Linked DNA regions of Macaca mulatta: region 1 is linked to region 2. A link is a contact called in public Hi-C data. All regions are on one chromosome and are shown on one strand. Each heading gives the region's core, a stretch centred on a gene start, on an enhancer-like site or on the middle of the called end of the contact. The rest is flanking DNA. Distances are from core to core; before and after follow the strand shown. Region 1 holds the start of LRRC8C (leucine rich repeat containing 8 VRAC subunit C). Region 2 has its middle 86 kb from the start of LRRC8D.

Region 1 (5,956 bases), core at 2,806-5,305, 130 kb before region 2:
ATGGCATAGAGTCAAGGATTTCAAAACTATTGCTTAAGGTAGCATTTATCTTGCAGGTATTAATTCAGAAAGTGCTAATGGTTGCAACAGTGTAAACAGCTGGAACTTAAAACAACAACGATTTCTTTTAGCTCAGTTTCTTCCCACAAAGCTCAGAAATGGTCTGGGGAGCAGATGGGCACGGGATGGATAGAGAATGCAGTGTAAAATCCTGCTGGTGGTTTTGGTTTAGAATGTAGATTTTACTTGCACTCTTACCAGGCAGGATCAACTGAAATCAAATGTAAAACAAAACAAGAATAGCAGGTTGGTCTGAAAGAATAATCCCAGCATTGACATCATCAGGTTTTAAGCAGATACATATACATAATACATAAATTTAGTATGAATTATTTATGAGCTAAAGGGTTCAGGTTTTAGCGCCTGTAGAATAGTAAAAGTTATATTGAAAGTCAGAACCAATGCAAGAAATTGAGACATTTAAAAACTCATTATTTCAATATTTAATATCAGGTCCTGTGCAGGGTGTCAATAATAGACATAAAAGTGAATCAAGATACAGCCCTGCCCTGGAGAGGCTCCCAGACTCTGTAGTGAAGAAGCATGTAAAGAGACAAATGAGAGCATACCATGGTAAGTGCTGTGGTCACACAAGGAAGGGTTACACTTGCCTAGAAACTGTGGAGGCTTCATAGAGAAGGTGACTTTTAAATTATGCCTTCAGGCCGGGCCTGGTGGCTCATGCCTATAATCCCAGCATTTTGGGAGGCCAAGGCGGGTGGATCACCTGAGGTCAGGGGTTTGAGACCAGCCTGGCCAACATGGTGAAAACCCATCCCTACTAAAAAAAAAAAAAAAAAAAAATTAGCTGGGCATGGTGGTGGGTACCTGTTAATCCCAGCTACTCAGGAGGATGAGGCAGGCAGAATTGCTTGAACCTGGAAGGTGAAGGTTGCAGTGAGTGGAGTTCACACAGAGTGAGACTCTGTCTCAGAATTAATTAATTAATTAATTATGCCTTCAAGGAATAACTCAACCCAGCCTCAGTTTTCTTACAGCTAACAACAAAACAACAATATAACATAATTGCTGTTATCATACAACCCACTAGAGGGGTTACAGATATTCTAAGTCTCACCACAACCCTAAAAGGTAGCTATATTCCAATAGACGGATGAGGAAACTGAAGTTCACAGCTAGCAATACAAGAGTTAAGCCCAGACCTATTTCATTCCAAATCCCTTACCACAGCCCCACATGGCCCAGAAATATCTACTTCTGCTCCTATCACCAACCTGTACATGGTTATCTGATAATTACGTAGAGTCTTTAGTGTTGGAACTACTCACTCTGGAAGTCCAATTAGAATGTCAAAATTTAGCCTAAAGAATTGGGTATAAAGTGAAAGGTCAAGACAGAGACTGTGTACCCAGTTCATCTAGCTCACAGTACCCTCTCCTTTCTGGAGATGTGCTGAACTTTAAGCACATTTACTTCAAAATGGTTTATTCTGGTTTGTGTGTATGCGTGATTCCCTCTCCCATGAACTATGAACACCCTGAAGTCAGAGAATAAGCCTTGTACTTATTTAAGACCCTCCCTCAAGTTGACTGATTGCTAATTCTCCCAGTCCTTTACAGAGAGCTTGCTAAGTGTGGATGTTGATGTGAATTAGATGGACTGAGATGAGATGACTAGGTTTAAGGTTTACATGCTACAAAACAAGAAAAAGTGAACTAAGCCGTGTAGCATAGTTTTTAGACTAGTAGCTTTCAAGCATTAACGTGCATGTGAATTACCTGCCTACACGTGAAAAACTACCCAGTTGATCCAATTAGAAGGCAGACACAGAGTAGCCAAAAGTATTGCAATAAAGCAACTTGGGGTGGACTCAACTTGCAGGGGATTCAGATCCCAGGTTTCCAAACCTTTTTGCTATTCCTGGTTCTTTTGCTTTCGATGAAGAGTAGTAAGTACGATAGTAGCTCTCATTTACTGACTACTTACAAAGTGCTTGGCACTGTTCTTGGTGATTTGAGCATATTAGCTAATTCTCACAGCACCCTGTACTACTATACCTATACTGATGATAAGGGGATGTGGGTCGGGGGGAGGGGGCAGGTAAAAAGAACAGTAAATTTCCTAAGTTTAAACTGGAAGAGCAGGGATTTAATCCTGGTTCACCTGAGTACAAAGTCTAAGGTTCAATGGTTCCTTGACACTGGGTAGCAAGGGAACATTTCAGGGATGCCTAAGCTTGTGGTCAGGTGCCAGTGGTACAAAGCCAGAAGTGTATTAGAGAGCAGAATAAGGCCCTCCACAGGAGGGTTGTAACCTTGGTACTTCTGTGTTTAAATTCAGGTAAGGTCAGAGCCTCACTGTGTTTAAATTCAGGTAAGGTAAGAGAATTGAAGAGGTAAAACTACCTTAGAGAGTATTGCTGCATCTACCCTGGTGACTTACAAGGTACTTGAATTTTTTTTGTTTGTTTGTTTTTAAGCAAATTGCTAAAGTTAGCCTTTGCCTTTTTCCCCCAGACTCTCTAGGAATTTTTCCCACCTGCTGACTAGGAGGTAAGCCACGACCTAAATTTTTGTCTTGTTCTAGGTTAATTAAGACTGGTGTTAGATTCAGCTCCTAAGGCCTAAGAGAATTTAAGATTGTCTTCTGGGAAGGACACCCAACAGCAGCACTGGAATTGGAAAAAAAAGTGTAGGATTTTGCTGAGTGAGCAGGGGGAAAGCAATGTAAAGCCCAAGAGAATATCTTTTGAACAAATGTCCTTTTCATTTTGGTTTAGAAATAGAAACATAGTAAAAGGAGGCGACTGCTTTCTGAAGGCTTGTAGTATGAAAACAGGCCAACTGGTCAGCACTAGTTGTCTATCAGTTTCTCTACTCACATACATCTGTCTTTTCCAGACTGCCAGTGCGGAGCACTAGTTTGACTTTGGGTGCTCTTCAAATAGCTGGCATTGATAAGGCATTCCCAGAAGACTGTTACTTAGTAATCTTGTCTGTACATTTTTTCACTGGGAAGAGATTTTCCATACAGAGAGCTGCCAGCTTTCAAGACGTCAGTTTGCTTTTTCATCCTGAAATTGGGTAGGAAAACGGGGAGAAGAAAAGCACAGTTCAGATCAATCAATGAGGGAGAACCCCTCCCCCCATACTCGCTAAATAACAGGTGGTTTTGCTGTGCACCGTCAACTCCTTTATGCGGGAGCTGTAGGCGGGGCATTCCAACTGAATCTCCCCGGAATCTGCCGCTTAGCCCGTCTTGCAGGGGCGGTGCAGTTGGGGATTCCGGCCTGAAAGGAGACATGGTTGTCAAGGGGCTCAAGAGCTTCGTGATCCAAGGATATTGGGTTTTGCTTTTCTCCTTCTCCATCTCCCTCAGTGTATCCCACCGTCCCCTCCCCACCCTTCTTTTAGGAGGCCTTCGCTTCTCCTGTGGAGGGGTTATCTTCATTCTGACCCTGGCCTTCGGAGGAGTTCCCAGAAGGGCTATTTTTAGTGGTGGCTGCTCCCCTCTAACTTACCCCGGGGGAGGAGCTGCGGTGGCTGAGCCGACGCCTTCGCGCACAGCCGCCTGTGGTTTTCCGCGAATTGTTAGGGATGAGTGGTGGAGGTGGTATTAGACGCAGCCGAATCCCCCCACGCAGAGCCCGCCAGGTGGGCGTCTCAGGGGTGGGAGTGGCCGCGTCGCGAAGCGGAGACAGGATTTCTCTCCCAGTCCTGGAGAAAGCCCCCGGCGGCGGGCGGCAGCCCTCGCTGGCGGGTCCTGGGCGCGGGGTGGTCTCTGCAGGGGAGGAAGTTCCCGGGCAGCGCGGCCTGCGTCACAGCGGGGCTGGCACCGCGGAGTCGACTCGGCTGGCGGTAGCGACCCCAGGGCCGGGCGCTGGGCGGCGCTGGCTGCCGCTGGCCCAGCTGCGCGCGGGGCGGTGCTGGAGGCGGCTCCGTCCGCGGCCGGGGAGGCGGAGGGGAGGAGGGCTTGCGGGGCTGGGGCGTTAGCTGCGTCCCGGCTGGAAGCCCGCGAAGAGAACGAGGAGGAGGGCGCCGCCGTGGCCGCGGCTGCAGTGCTCTGGCGCTACAAGCCATGAGCAGCGGTCCCGCGAGAGACCCCGCCGTCGCTGGCAGCCGCTGAGCCCGACCCCCAGGCAGCTCGCTGCTCCCTAGGACCCTCTGCAGCCGACACCCTCGCGCCCGGAGGTAAGGGCGGGGGATCCGCGGAGGGATGGAGAGGGGCAGCCCGCAGAGGGCCACCCGCTCGGTCTGCCGGGCGCGCCGCACCAGGACTCGCCCCGCCTCACTCGCGTCCCTGCCTCCCCCCGGCTCTCAGTCAGAATGTGGTTGCCCGCCCGGCGTGTGGTGCCGGGAACCATCCGCTACTGCGGCTCAGGAGCCCGCCAACCCCTACCCCACCCAATCCACGCTAGCCCCGGCGGCCGCGCTAGGACCCCAGCCCGGCGCCCAGCGCCGCGCGGCCGCGGCAGGTCGTGCAGACTGGGCACGGGGGCGGGGGGCGGTCCGCGAGGGAAAATGCGTCCGTGGCCGGGGCGATCGTCGTTCTTTCCTACCTCGAAAATCCCTGAGACCCCGGGGCCTGTCCTTTCCGGTCTGCCACCCCCCTGCCACCTCCGAACCCTTGAAGTTAGCACTTTTGGGGAGGCAGAGGAATTGGAAGGTTTCTCGAAGAAACGTGAGAGCACCGTGTGCTCACCTGCAGGACTGAAGGGGAGGGGGTTCAGCTCGATCGGGCGGGCCCCAGAAGCCAGGTGTCTAGGCCAGCGGTTGAGGCCAAGACCGCTGCCTTCATCCCACGCCGAGGCTCGCTGATCTTTCCCTTTCCAGCTGGTTCCACCAACGAGATGATTAGGGATGGAGTTAGCAACTCAGGAGCGTTAGGATGTGTTCTGTGGACGCGAATGCCTTTCTTTTCTCCCTCAGCCAGTTCTTCCCTCCCCAACCCCCCACGCCTGCCCGGTATACAGCAAAGTCCAAACAGTTTCTTCCAAACCTTGCATCCTCCGTAGTTTTGCGATAGCCGGACACCTAGCCCGCATCCTAATGCGGATATTTCGGAGTGTTACGGCCAAACTTGCCTTGTTTTCAAATTCCTTAAGCATGTTAAAGCCTCAGCAAACGTTAGGAAACATTTTCAGGTTCCCATCCTCCTTAAAGTAAAAAATAAGAACCAATCCATCTTTGTGGGAGTGCCGGCGTTTGGCACGGGGAGGCTTGAATTACCTCCATTTAAAGCAGCCTTTGAGGGAAGGAATAGGTAAAGGAAATTACGGCCCTATTTAAGTCACATACTTCTTTCGCGGTAGTGTGAGAAATGTAGCCTTAACCAACAGTCACATTTCCCGACAGGTATGTGGTGGTTTCCCAAAGCATGGATGAGGCTTCAGCGTGGGCAGGTCATTAAGATGTCATTTAGACGAAAAAGGAGTAAAAGTGGAGTAGTCCTCTTGGTTAGCACAACGCTACAAAATCTCTCTGGCGAGAGCCAATCATTTTTATACATTTATACATTCTGTTTATTTTTAAATAATTTGTTGAAAACCCAAAACATAATCTAAACTGCACAAAACTTGCTCAATTCATAAACAATGTGTTAAGTGTGTAAACAAACATTAAATGTATACAGCTTTAGTCTAGGATATTTGTATTTCTTATGACTCGCTTTAATAGGGAAGGCCAGGGCTATTGGTTTGCTTTCCTCTGGAGTGATTAACAAATTCTGTCTTCGGGTCAGTTTGTTGCCTTTGAGGGGGATGTAGGGCAGTTTTGCAAAGATGGATATTTGCCATGGTTCACTTAATAGGTTGGCCACAGACCGGACTCATCAACCCAAGAATTGTATCAGAGATACCAAGCATATTTAACAATTTTCTTATTAATAAAATCAAGCCTTTATTAATAGTACTAATCTATTATTTCTCAGATTAAGC
Region 2 (6,064 bases), core at 3,258-5,757:
CTGGGCCAAGGCATTTAAGAGACAATCTGATACTTCTATTCCTCTATTCCCCTGATGCAGAGACCTTGAACGCCATATGTTCTAGACATAACCGTAGGTGGAGCTTACATGAGCCTGTGGCAATACATTAAAGACATTTGACTATATTCTATGAATTCAAATTTTTATCAGCTACAAATTCGTTTCCACCCAAAAACATCATTAAAGATTTAGGTAAATGTTGAATATGTCAAATTAGCTTGATTTAGCCATTCCACAATGAATACATATCAAAACATCATGTTATACACCATATGTGTATATGTGTGTGTGTGTGTGTGTGTGTGTGTGTGTGTGTAGTTTGGTTGGTTGGTTGGTTTTTTTTAGACAGAGTTTTGCTCTTGTCGCCCAGGCTAGAGCGCAATGGCATGATCTCGGCTCACTGCAACCTCCACCTCCCAGGTTCAAGTGATGATTCTCCTGCCTCAGCCTCCCAAGTAGCTGGGATTACAAGCACCCGCCACCAAGTCCAGCTATGTTTTTTTTTTTTTTTCAGTAGAGATAGGGTTTCACCATGTTGGCAAGGCTGGTCTCGAACTCCTGACCTCAGACGATCCACCCGCCTCAGCCTCCCGAAGTGTTGGGATTACAGGTGTGAACCACCGCACCCGGCCTAGTTTTTATTTATCGATTTAAAAAATATTTTAGTTAAATACCTTGTTAAAATCTAAATACGTTAAGTCCCAAGAACCATGGTAATCCACGAAAGATTTATAAGCATGGGCATGATATGATCAGATTTGCATTTTAAAGATGCATCTGGGTGGGGAGTGATTGGAGGGAACTAAGACTAGGAGCAGGGAGAAGAGCTAAGAGGCTGGTTCATGGGCATTTGAAAAGGGAACTGTGGTTATTGGAGCCATTGTGAAATCACTAAAACAAAGTTCTGTCAAAGTCACCTATTTTTATTTTTGCTAGTGTTGCTAGACTGGTGTGTTAGAGAAATGACAAAGTTCATAGTCTTGAACTTCTTGCCTGCTACTCAGTTTTGTCCTGCCACTCAGGTTTGTCCTGTCGCATTCTCCTCCTCTGTCCTCCAGCCACATGGACCCCTTTTGGTTTACTTCTGTGTCTTGAGGATTCTGTCGGATGCTTTTGCAGAGGCTCTTCCCTCTATTTAGAATGCTTTTCTACTCTGTCCCCTTTTCCAGGCTAATTTCATGCTTTAGATCTCTCAGTTTTTTCAGAGAGGCCTCCTCTGATTCCCCAAAACCAAGTTAGATCCCCTTGCTTAAATCTTCATTGCTCCAACCCCTTTCAAAGCATTCATTGCCACTGTAATCACTTCTTACAAAATCACTTTTTCTTTTGACACTAAAAATTCCTTGAGTACAAAGGCCACTTCTGTTGTGTTTACCATTAGTAACTTAAAATAGTGCAAAGTAGATGTTCACATTTGTTATACAGGATTATCTAATCATTTGTTCTGGAAATGTGTCTAAACCATGTGAATTACAGATTTTAGAATCTTTTTATTCTTTGCCCTTCTCCAGATTCTGAGCAGTTCCTCTTTCTTGCAGCATTTTTCAGAGATTACTGACAGTGGTTCTATGTTGCAACAGCAAGTTCTCTCAGTTGTCTGGGTTGTCATTGCTTTAGTGCAGGGATCAGCAAACTGCAGTCCAGCGCAAATCTGGCTAGCAGCCTATTTTTGTAAATAAAGTTTTATTGGAACACAGCCATGCCTATTTCCAACTGTCCATGACTGCCTTCACACTATAACAGTGGAGTTGAGTAGTTTCAACCAAGACCATATGGCCTGCAAAGCCTAAAATATCACTTTTATAGAAAAAAATTGCCGACCTCTAGTCTAGTATAAATATTTGAGCTCATTTAAGACAGCTAGTGCTTCCTTTGTATCACCTCATCTATATTTGACGTCTTTTCATCTTTGCCCATCTTTGATCAGCCTTTACAATTTGGAAATTATTCTATTGAAGAATTTAGAACAAAATTGACAGCTGCTGCCCATAGTCATCTGCTGACATAAATCTTCTGCCCCATGTGGTGCCTGCTCCACATTGTTCTCTTTGCTCTATATACGTCTAACAAAGCCCATTTTATTGCCCTTAGAATTTTTATAAAATGTATTTCACACTCTGCTTCTTTTTGCAGGTTATATTCTGTCTTGATTATGTACTCCTCCTTCCTACAGTTCTTCATGACCCTTTAGGAACTCACCAAAGAGCTCTCTTGGCAGCCAGACGCTCCCTTTGTTCAGAATCACTTTCACTTGTGTTATCAGAATTTTATTTTTGAAAGTCCTCTATCTCTCATGAATGAGTCTTTAGATCAGGTCTTTAGGTTATACCTGTGAGTTTTTCTTTCTCTTTTTCTGAAACATCCAAATGTTTCCAGGAGAGTTTTGAGAGCATGTCAGAAGGTCAGATATCCTTAGCCATTTCAGACTCTCAGATGACAATCCATTCCACTTCTATTCCTCCTCAACCAGTTATTCTGCTTGGTCAGTGTTACAGTTAAACTGTGGTCCCTCAAAAAGATATGTTGGACCCCCAGTACCTCCCAATATGAGTTTATTTGGAAACAGGGTCTTTACAGAGGTCAAGTTAAACTGAGGTGAAAAGGGTGAGTGTCTGTGAGCACAGGGTTCTGGGAAGCATAGAGGCAGATGCCTGACTCAGAGTCTGAAGGCGGGGAGGTAGAGAGGAACGCCTTGTGGAGAAAATTCTGTTTCAACTGAGTCCGAAAACAGTGAAGAGTGTTTAGCAAAGGCACCACTAGGGGTGCTCTGGAGGAGCTGGAGCCTTCCCTATGATTTCTGTTACTCCCCGCACCCCATCACCAGCAACCTCATAGTAAAAACTAACATTTATTCAATATTCATGTACCAAGCACAGTTATCATAAGATAACTTAACAGTCATTATTTTATTTAATCATCACAAGAATCCTATTATTACTATCCTAAGTCCATAGAGAGACTGGGGTACATGGAGGTCAAGACCCTTGTCTGGGTTCACTAAGCCGAGTGAACTCAGGCAGGAGTTGAACTCAGGCAGGCTGCTTGCAGGAGCTGTGCCCTTAACCTACCTTTCCTGCAAAGGAAAAGAGCATACATGCTCTGCCAGGCAGCTTTGAAACAAGTCCTCTAGCATCGTTCTACCCACGTCAGGGCTTCAAACAGATGGCCACCACTAAGCCCTTCCTTTAGAGAAATGCTAGAATGCCCTTGAAAACGAGCCAAACAAATAAAAGAAGTATGGGAAGTTGGGAGAAGGGAGGAATCCTCAGGCTCTCCAGAGACAGCAGGAAGATTTTTTTTTTTTTTTTTTTTTTTTTTTTTTGATACAGGATCTCACAGTTACCCAGGCTGGAGTGCAGTGGCACCATCACGGCTCACTGCCACCTCAACCGCCCTGGGCTCAGGTGATCCTCCCACCTCAGCCTTCTGAGTAGCTAGGACCACAGGTGCGCACTACCACACCCAGCTAATTTTTCTATTTTTTTGTAGAGATATGGTTTTGCCATGTTGCTCAGGCTGGTCTCAAACTCCTGGGCTCAAGTGATCTGCCCACTGCAGCCTCCCAAAGTGCTGGGATTACAGGGTTGAGCCACTGTGACTAGCTGGCAGGAAGATTTTTAATAACAAATAGCTAGAGAGTGGGCAGGGGTCAAAAGTTCTTCAGCCCTGATCCTGTCCTACTAGGAAAGTGCTTCTCAGCAGAAAGGAAATCCCTTTCTAGAATGAGACTTACTAACACCATTTACATGTAAGAGCATGTCCAGGGACACATTCAAGATGTGCCTAAGAGCAGGTCTGCGTGGGTGAGCCTCAACTGACCCATTGGTCACTCATTTCATCTCTGACTCTCCCCCTGCCTACTCTCTCTCCATCTCCCCAGCTTCTCTTCTGTGCTACTCAACCTGCCCCACAAGCCACAAAAACAACCTGTTAATGTTCATGGCCTGCAGTTTTTTCAGACCTTAACAGGTGAAACTTCAGGGTCAGAACCTCATAGCACAGCCCCAGATCATCCTCACCCCACGGCAGCCATTCAGGATGGCCTCACAGAAGCCCGCAAGGAAATCAGTTCCTGGCTGGAATTAAATAACAAGGAGCCTCTAGAAATCAAGATTTGACACTGACAACTGAAGAACTTAAGTTATTGGGCATGAGACGGCATGACAGATGCTACCCCAGTCCCAAGCATGTCGACTTGCCTCGAGCACACTGTAAGTGTTTAGATAGCTTTGGACAAATGCTGTCTTGAACTGCCAGGTCATACCTTGGTATTTAAGAGACCATTACTCGGCACAACATGGCAGCTAGTATTTAAAACAAATGGTAAAGAGGAAAGGCAATCATTTCCTCACTAAATGAAATAGGAGATATGAATCTGAGGAACACAATCTGGCACTGATTGAAAGTAAATTACCAGCTGATTAGACGGCTGTAAATACAGGGAGAGAAGCCTCAACCAGCAGCTGGATTTTGTAAGGAAGAGGGCAATTAGAGAGGGCACCGGCGAGGCAGAGCACAGGCAGGGCTCTGCACAGAGCAGACAGGGCAGCTCTGCATCCCCAGGATTACAAAGGCAGGAAGGGGTTTTTAGGAAGTGTTCTATGAATGGAGCCTGCATGACGGGAGAGCTCCCCACTCCCACTCTCCCCGCCCTGCCTCCATAGTGAGCATGAAGAGAACTGCCAGCCCCTATCTAGCAGCAGTTAGGTTGGGTATTTGTTATCGCAACACAGGAAGTATCAACAAATTCTCTTCCTTTTTCAGGCTGTACTCAATCTGGAAGCTTTTTGCTTCCTATCAAAAGCCAGGGACTTGAAAACTACTTAGATCCCTGTAGCCTACAGGGACAAAGTTCATGCAGATCTCAGTGGGAGACGCCATCTCCAGATAGCAACTGGGGCCAGTTTTTGCAGATGGCACGCGCTTAAAGATGCAAGCCTCCATGATTACCAAGAACTGAGAACTCTCTGCAATTAGCAGGAGTGTAACTGGAAAACCGAGGGCTCCTCTGTGCCTTACCAAAAGACATTCCCTCTTCCTCTGGCAAGTTGGAGAAGATAATTTGGCCAGCCTAGGAGGAAGTGATTGATTGAGACAGAAATGGTAGAGAGAAGGATGACTGTGATTTTTACTTTGGTGATGGGCATGAACATAACAAAGAACAGATGGTGGATGCCTTAGTCCCACTGGTGTTATCAATTCCATAGCCCTGAGCCCTGCCCTGCTACAGGCTTGTGTAATTCTCAAGCATGTGCTCTCATGGCCCAAGGGGAGAATATGCAGCACACACCCTCCAGCTGCGAGGTTAACTCAGCAATGCTCCACCTTTGTCATCTTTGGATTCCAGCACTCAGGCCCTGGATATACCTCTCACCAGAAGTGAACACCTGGTGGGGGCTGCAGTAGATCCAATGACCACATCAGCTGCAGTTTGCATCTCGAAGAAATGATTCCAAAGTAACATGACAGGGGACATATGAGATGATAAGTAAACAATAGAGAATAAAAATAATGGAGGAAGAGTTGAGGAAAAGGCCTCCTTTGAGCTAGGATAAAGTCACTTCCTTAGCCAGATCTAAGGGTTTAACTCTTAATTTAGAGGCACCAAGAAGTTACAACACATAGTGCTACTTGAAGCTTATTTTATAGATAACATACTTAACTGTTAACAGATTCAGTTAGCTGTTTACAGTTTAGTTAACTGGATATAGTTCTCAACCCACATGGGGTCAGTCATTTTCAACAAATCTTTTTATTTTCTCTATAGAATTCAGAGTTAAAGAACTCCTTAAAGGATACACAAAACTGTCAACAGTAGTTAAGATTTCAGTGGTCTGGGGGTGAATTCCAGGTAAGTAGTCCCTCTTATCAAATGTTTCTTTAACAATGCTTGCAGCTGTCTTGACGTGACAGCCATCACAAAAGCCAATATTAATCAGATCACTAAAGGGACACAAATAACTGACACTAGCCAAGAAAGAATTCAAAGATATTTTTGAACTAGTTTGGGGCCAACTTTTGTGTGAGAAGAGAAGAGGAGTTG

What was found. A called contact is a pair of places that touch in the nucleus more often than the background predicts.
Region 1: a Hi-C map of fetal cortex germinal zone shows a contact between it and region 2, with 4 times the contacts expected there. The contact joins the promoter of LRRC8C here to the enhancer-like site in region 2. A contact is called at or near these places in 5 of 14 Hi-C or Micro-C datasets (CD4 T cells, fetal cortex germinal zone, fetal cortical plate and 2 more).

The regions. Positions count from the first base shown.
Region 1 is chr1:151,015,450-151,021,405 of T2T-MMU8v2.0, reverse strand. It overlaps LRRC8C (leucine rich repeat containing 8 VRAC subunit C), which reads left to right and starts at 4,055. Exons shown (of 3, transcript NM_001257603.1): 1 at 4,055-4,211. LOC114677359 reads right to left here and starts at 4,100. Exons shown (of 5, transcript XM_077953100.1): 1 at 3,542-4,100; 2 at 2,903-3,094. The coding sequence starts at 4,100. The coding sequence ends at 3,684.
Region 2 is chr1:150,886,119-150,892,182 of T2T-MMU8v2.0, reverse strand. No RefSeq gene overlaps it. Among named protein-coding and RNA genes, the nearest start is that of LRRC8D, 86 kb to the right of the region's middle. Within about 2 kb of position 4,507, at least 7 of the 40 cell types and tissues checked have an H3K27ac peak or open chromatin away from gene starts, as enhancers often do. A contact at or near this core is called in fetal cortex germinal zone, where this site is marked.